2 separate regions of the Callithrix jacchus genome follow, and region 2 is linked to region 1. Evidence: chromatin contacts called from public Hi-C data. All regions are on one chromosome and are shown on one strand. The core of a region is the stretch at or near the end of the contact, and the rest is flanking DNA. Distances in the headings are between cores, read along the strand shown.

Evidence for each region. A called contact is a pair of places that touch in the nucleus more often than the background predicts.
Region 2: a Hi-C map of skeletal muscle shows a contact between it and region 1, with 2.2 times the contacts expected there. The contact joins the promoter of COL4A2 here to the enhancer-like site in region 1. A contact is called at or near these places in 2 of 3 Hi-C or Micro-C datasets (induced pluripotent stem cells and skeletal muscle).

The regions. Positions count from the first base shown.
Region 1 is chr1:25,812,756-25,815,295 of calJac240_pri, forward strand. All of the region lies in intron 2 of COL4A1 (collagen type IV alpha 1 chain), which reads right to left. Among named protein-coding and RNA genes, the nearest start is that of COL4A1, 67 kb to the right of the region's middle. Within about 2 kb of position 1,271, at least 1 of the 16 cell types and tissues checked has an H3K27ac peak or open chromatin away from gene starts, as enhancers often do. A contact at or near this core is called in skeletal muscle, where this site is marked.
Region 2 is chr1:25,879,508-25,882,047 of calJac240_pri, forward strand. It overlaps COL4A2 (collagen type IV alpha 2 chain), which reads left to right and starts at 1,278. Exons shown (of 48, transcript XM_035293939.3): 1 at 1,278-1,521; 2 at 1,847-1,934; 3 at 2,045-2,099. The coding sequence starts at 1,891. It overlaps COL4A1 (collagen type IV alpha 1 chain), which reads right to left and starts at 1,153. Exons shown (of 52, transcript XM_017970460.4): 1 at 930-1,153. The coding sequence starts at 1,013.

The sequences.
Region 1 (2,540 bases), core at 21-2,520:
GAACAGGAACTAGAGGCCTGCCCATGGCCCCAGAGGAACAGGTTCATTTCTTGGCAGTCCTCCAGCAATCCTCCCCATCCCTGACCATTAGAGAAACGCTTCGGAAGGCTTGCTGTCCTTGGCACGTGGCCAGGGGAGCGGGGTATCTACCATGGAGTCAGTTAGATAGAGAAAAGGAACTTGCTCAAGATGTTGGGATATTCTGAGCTGTGTGTTCAACTGGCCCGACTCCCTCAGATTAGGATCTGCTTATCTGAAGGAAACTGAGTCGTGCTCTGGTTCGTGTCTGAATCCTGTTATTTGTCTTTTATTAGCTATAAAAGATGGGGTCAGGCCAACAGTTCTCAATCCAGGGTGAGTCTGCAGGCCCCTTTCCCCACCAGGAGACACTTAGCATCACCTGGAGATACATTTATGGCATCTAATAGATAGGGCCGGGATGCTGCTCAGTGCCTACGATGGACAGGACAGACCCACAACCAAAAATCATCCCACTCACCTGTCAATACCACCAAGCGGGAAAAGCCTGGGCTGGCTGGTTTCTTCCGCTGTACAATAGATATTGTAACAACGTGCAAGGGGTTAGGGTTAGGGCGTAAAACACACTCAGACCCAGGCCTGGCCCAAGGCGCGGCCTCTTTCTCTTTCTTGCTCTCACACTCCCAAGCCAGGATTTTCCTGTCCTGACCTAGATCTGTTGTGTAAAAGCAGCAGCTAGAGCCACATGTTGAGATGCAAAGAGACAGGTTTATACAAAGGTGTGTCGTAGACATGCACTGACCGTGTCAAATACCCAGGCACTAAATGGCTGGTCAAGCTACAAACTATTCGCCATAGCAAGGGAAAGGGCATCCTGTAGAAACTCAGCCATAGGCAACATTAAATTCTTCCCAGATTTCCCGGGCCAGAAATGAAATTACTTCCAGATTGGCCACAGACTCCTCCAGCCCTTTCAAATCAGATAAGGTACACGTTTTAGACAGACAGACAGCAATACCATTTTCAAAGACCTCTGCTTGGAAAGCAATCTTTGCTTGTCCTGAGGACAACACTGGTGGAGTGCACAGCCAACGTGGACAGGAGCTGTGATTCACAGCCTAATCAGTAACAACAGGATAGTGTGCCGCTTCTCTCCATCTCTGCCGAGGATCTGGGTATCAGCAGGGTAAAGTATTACAAGAAGATATAGATAGCCACACAGTTGTCACTATTCACTAGCAAGGCTACGCATCTGCTTAAGACTGTGCTCCCAAGACTGGCTTGGGAATGTCCCTTTCAAGAGTCACTACAGGAGAAACCAGCAAATGTTTGCTGGGACAGCATTCATCCACTGGTCCCAAGAGCTGTTTTCTCTGAAGAACGCAGTTCAGTTAACATGCGTCTTCACACATATGTGTAACACATGACCCTGGTCTGTATGCAAGCAAGTCTGGTGAATTAGCGAAGATGTGAGGGGCTGGGGTCCCACTGCAGCTGGAAAGCTGTCACTTGATTTTATGCTCCAGGTCCCAGGATCACTTCCTTCTCAGAAAAACGGCAGTATCTGTTTTCTCAGCTGCTTCTCCTGGAATCTGACAATTTACCCTCACCTTGTTATTTACTTATGTCCATCAGCCTTCCCTCTCCAGTTTAGCTTTAAATTCCCTTTTTTGGACACTGCAGGGACACAGATTACGGTGACAGTGTCATGGAAACGTGGGCTCCCAGGTTAGATTATTTGAAAGACACCTTGTGAAAACGCTGTTTTAGCAAAACAGAAACGGTTAATTTCCTTAGCAGAAAGCAGTAACTTCTGCCTTTCCTACTATCTTAAATAGTTGAGAAAATCAGATTACCAAGCAAAAGAAGAGCTTAACTTTTGGCTATTTCTGTGAAGGCAAGCATTCAAAATCCTAATCAGTGTAAGGAGATAGCATTCCCACACTGCCGTGTCCCCGGGGGAGCACAGAGCCACTGTGTGCGAGTCCAAATTAATTACCTAACAGAAAACGTCTGAAGATAGGAGTGGCCTGTCAGGCAAGAGCGAAAGTAAACAACTCAGCAGAGATTGTGTGAAACCCAGTAGAAGCCGAACTTAACTGATGACCTCAGATCCAACGACCTCGTATTTACTGATTACGTGAAAACCATGAGACTGTAAAACCTGCGATGATTTGCGCTGAGATGTATTTACGGTATCTGCAGAATGTAAGAATCCTGCCCATGGCGTCGTATCTCTGTAGAAAGCAGGACTTAGTCAAAAGAGATGTTCCAGTTTGCACCGGAGACATTCCAGTTTCTGTTGAGGGTACCGGTGGTTTGCAAATAATAGTGTCAACGCGTTCCTCAGAGAGACCTGGGGAAAATGATCCCCGAATTCCTAAGGCTGTGACATTCTGACCCAGCCAGGTAAATTTCACTGCCTCTGAGCTGGGCCTACTACTGTCCTGTTTTTAGGAACAACAGAGTAAAATTGATTTAATGTGTAGACATTTGGGAATATCAAAATAGCCCGCATGCGGATAGAAGGTGTTCCGCTGTGGCTCCTAAGTAAAGCAGTG
Region 2 (2,540 bases), core at 28-2,527, 67 kb after region 1:
AAACTGCAAAAAGGGTTCAGAAGCCACACCTTCCGGCCCTTGGGACTGCATGGCTGTGACACTGAGCAACAGCTGAAGCCCTGACTTTCTCGGAGGGGAAGGAAAAAAGGAAACAACAGTCAGTCCAGGCTTGTCCAGGGCTGGAAGCCTCGACTCCTGCAAACCGATCTCCCAGATCCTTTCTGGGCAAGCACATAACCAGAGGAAATGAAAACTAGAAAAACAATTTGTGCATGGAACAATGACATGGAGTTTCACTTTGGTTTCATGTTCAAATATGAATGTGGCTGTAATTTTTAAGAAAAATATATTAATAGAAGGCAACGAGTTGAGGATGATGGCTTCTTCAAGCCGGGCGTCCAGAAGAGCCCCATTTCTGCCTTGGAGCGCGCCTTAGGCAGCAGTCGTGGGAAAGCTCAGATACAGCTGTTTCCAGGCAAAGGGCCCAGAGCTTTTCAGCCTCGGTCACCAGGGTCTCCAGACAAGGAGAAATACGCCCAAAGCTCTTCCCAGACGCTCTGGGCTACAAGCTCCCAGTGCGCGCTCCCGCCCCGCCAACCCCCAACTCCCTCGCGCACCCGGGGCGGGTGAAGGCGCCCAGCTGCTGAGCATCCCTGCGACGCGGGTTCAAATCCCGCCGAATCCCGGGCACCGTCGCCCCGCCACAGTGCGGGCTGTTTCTCCTCCTTTCCCCGGAGGAATTCCCTAACTCTCCAGTACCCACACCATAACAAAGGAGGCTCGGTCCACCGATGCGCGATTGTAGCACATAGGGACCCCCAGCGAGCACTGGCCCAGAGAATGCACCTAGCCGTGCCACGCGCGACCCCTAAGGGACAGGCGGGCGGCTCCCGGAGCGGACAAAGGGGCCTCTCGGGGCACCCGGGCTCAGGGCGGGACGCGGGGAGCGGAGCCGGCCTGGGACTCACCTTCGCAGCGGCCCGGCTGCGCTCCTCGTGGAGCAGAAGGGCGGCGGGCAGCAACAGCAGCCAGACGCCGAGCCGGGGCCCCATGGTGGCGCGCCCGAGGCGGCGGTGGACGGCAGGGGACGGAGGCCAGGCGTGCGGGGGCCGCGGCGGGCAGCTCGCTCTCGGAAGGCCGGGCTTCCAGCGCTGCGCACCGTCCCGGGTGCGGCGGCTCCAAGCGGAGACCTGAGCGCGGCGGGCCGAGCTCCCCAATTTGTTGCCGCTGCCCCCTCCCCCTGGCGCTGCGCGGGCGGCGCCTCAAAGGGGAGGACCCTGCGGCGCGGGTAAGAGGCGGCGGGAGCGCGCAGCCAGGGAGTGTGGCCGCCGTGCGCCGGGACACCAGGGCTCTGCGCTCCGCACCCAGGGGCTCCCGCGTCCCAACACCCTGCGCCCGCGCTCTCGCCGATCCAGGGCGAGGACCCAGAGAGGCCGCCCGAGACCCCGAAGCCGGCGCCCAGGGAGCCCAGTGAGGGCGGCCGCGCTGTGGGTGTGCGCCGGCGGGTGCCTCTGGAAGGGCCAATGCGCGCGGGCCGCAGCCCCTGAAGCCGAGCCCGAGGTGAGAGCGACCCCCGAGCGGCGCCCAGACCTTGGCCGGAGAGCTCGGGCTTGGGCGCCTTGTGCGGTCTGGGGCTGCGTGCTCCTGCTTGGGAGTAGAAACCGGGAGGGTGGGAGAGCGGGGACGGGGCTTCTCGGCCAAGCAGCACACACGGGGGCCTAACGGGAGGTTCTCCTTCTTTCCGGGTCGTGGCGGGACGGCCCTCCGGTCACCCCTGCATGCGGGGCGCCCCGCGCTGTCCCCGCGTCTCGCGGACCGAGACCGGCGGTGAGGATGGGCTGCCTCCCTCATCCTGCGCTGAACTCGCTTTGTCTCTCGCCTCTAGGCTAAGCGGGACTGACCGCGGCCCAGAGCGGACTCACCGCCAGCATGGGGAGAAACCAGCGCGCGGCGGCCGGCCCTGCCCTACCACGGTAAGCGACTTTCTGCCTGGTCCCCGTGGGTCCCCCTTTCTGTATAGCTCTTGGGGATTGACAAGCCGGGCCCGCGCGTTCATGTCCCTCTCCCTCCCTTTCCCATTCAGGTGGCTGCTGCTGGGGACCGTGACCGTGGGGTTCCTCTCCCAGAGCGTCTTGGCGGTAAGTCCTGGCCCCGACCCCACGCGCTTGGACTTGCGCGCCCTAGAGTGGTGGGGACGTTTGAGTGGCCTTGCAGAAGGCAGCCCGTCCGGGCGCTCCCGAGCTTGTGTGTGCGCGAGCGGTGTCCGCCAGCCTGCCCACCCAGGTTCTGAGAAAGCTCGCTCTTCCCGCGTGATGTGTTCCACCTTTCCTTCCCAGGGGTTCCCTGCGTCAATCCTGTGCTTTGCAGGCGTCGGCCCTAAAGCTGAGAACTTTAAATTAGCCTAATGCACCGTCTACTAGCTTTGAACAAAGCTGCAGCCGCAGAGGCGAGGGGAGAGTGTCAGTCCCTGGCAGTGAGGCGCCAGGCTTAGGGCAAGAAAAAGTTTTCCTGGAACTCGGGAGCTGGTGGGGAGGCTCTGTCAAGAGCTGAGGGTTTTTTGTGTTTTTAAATGGGAGGCT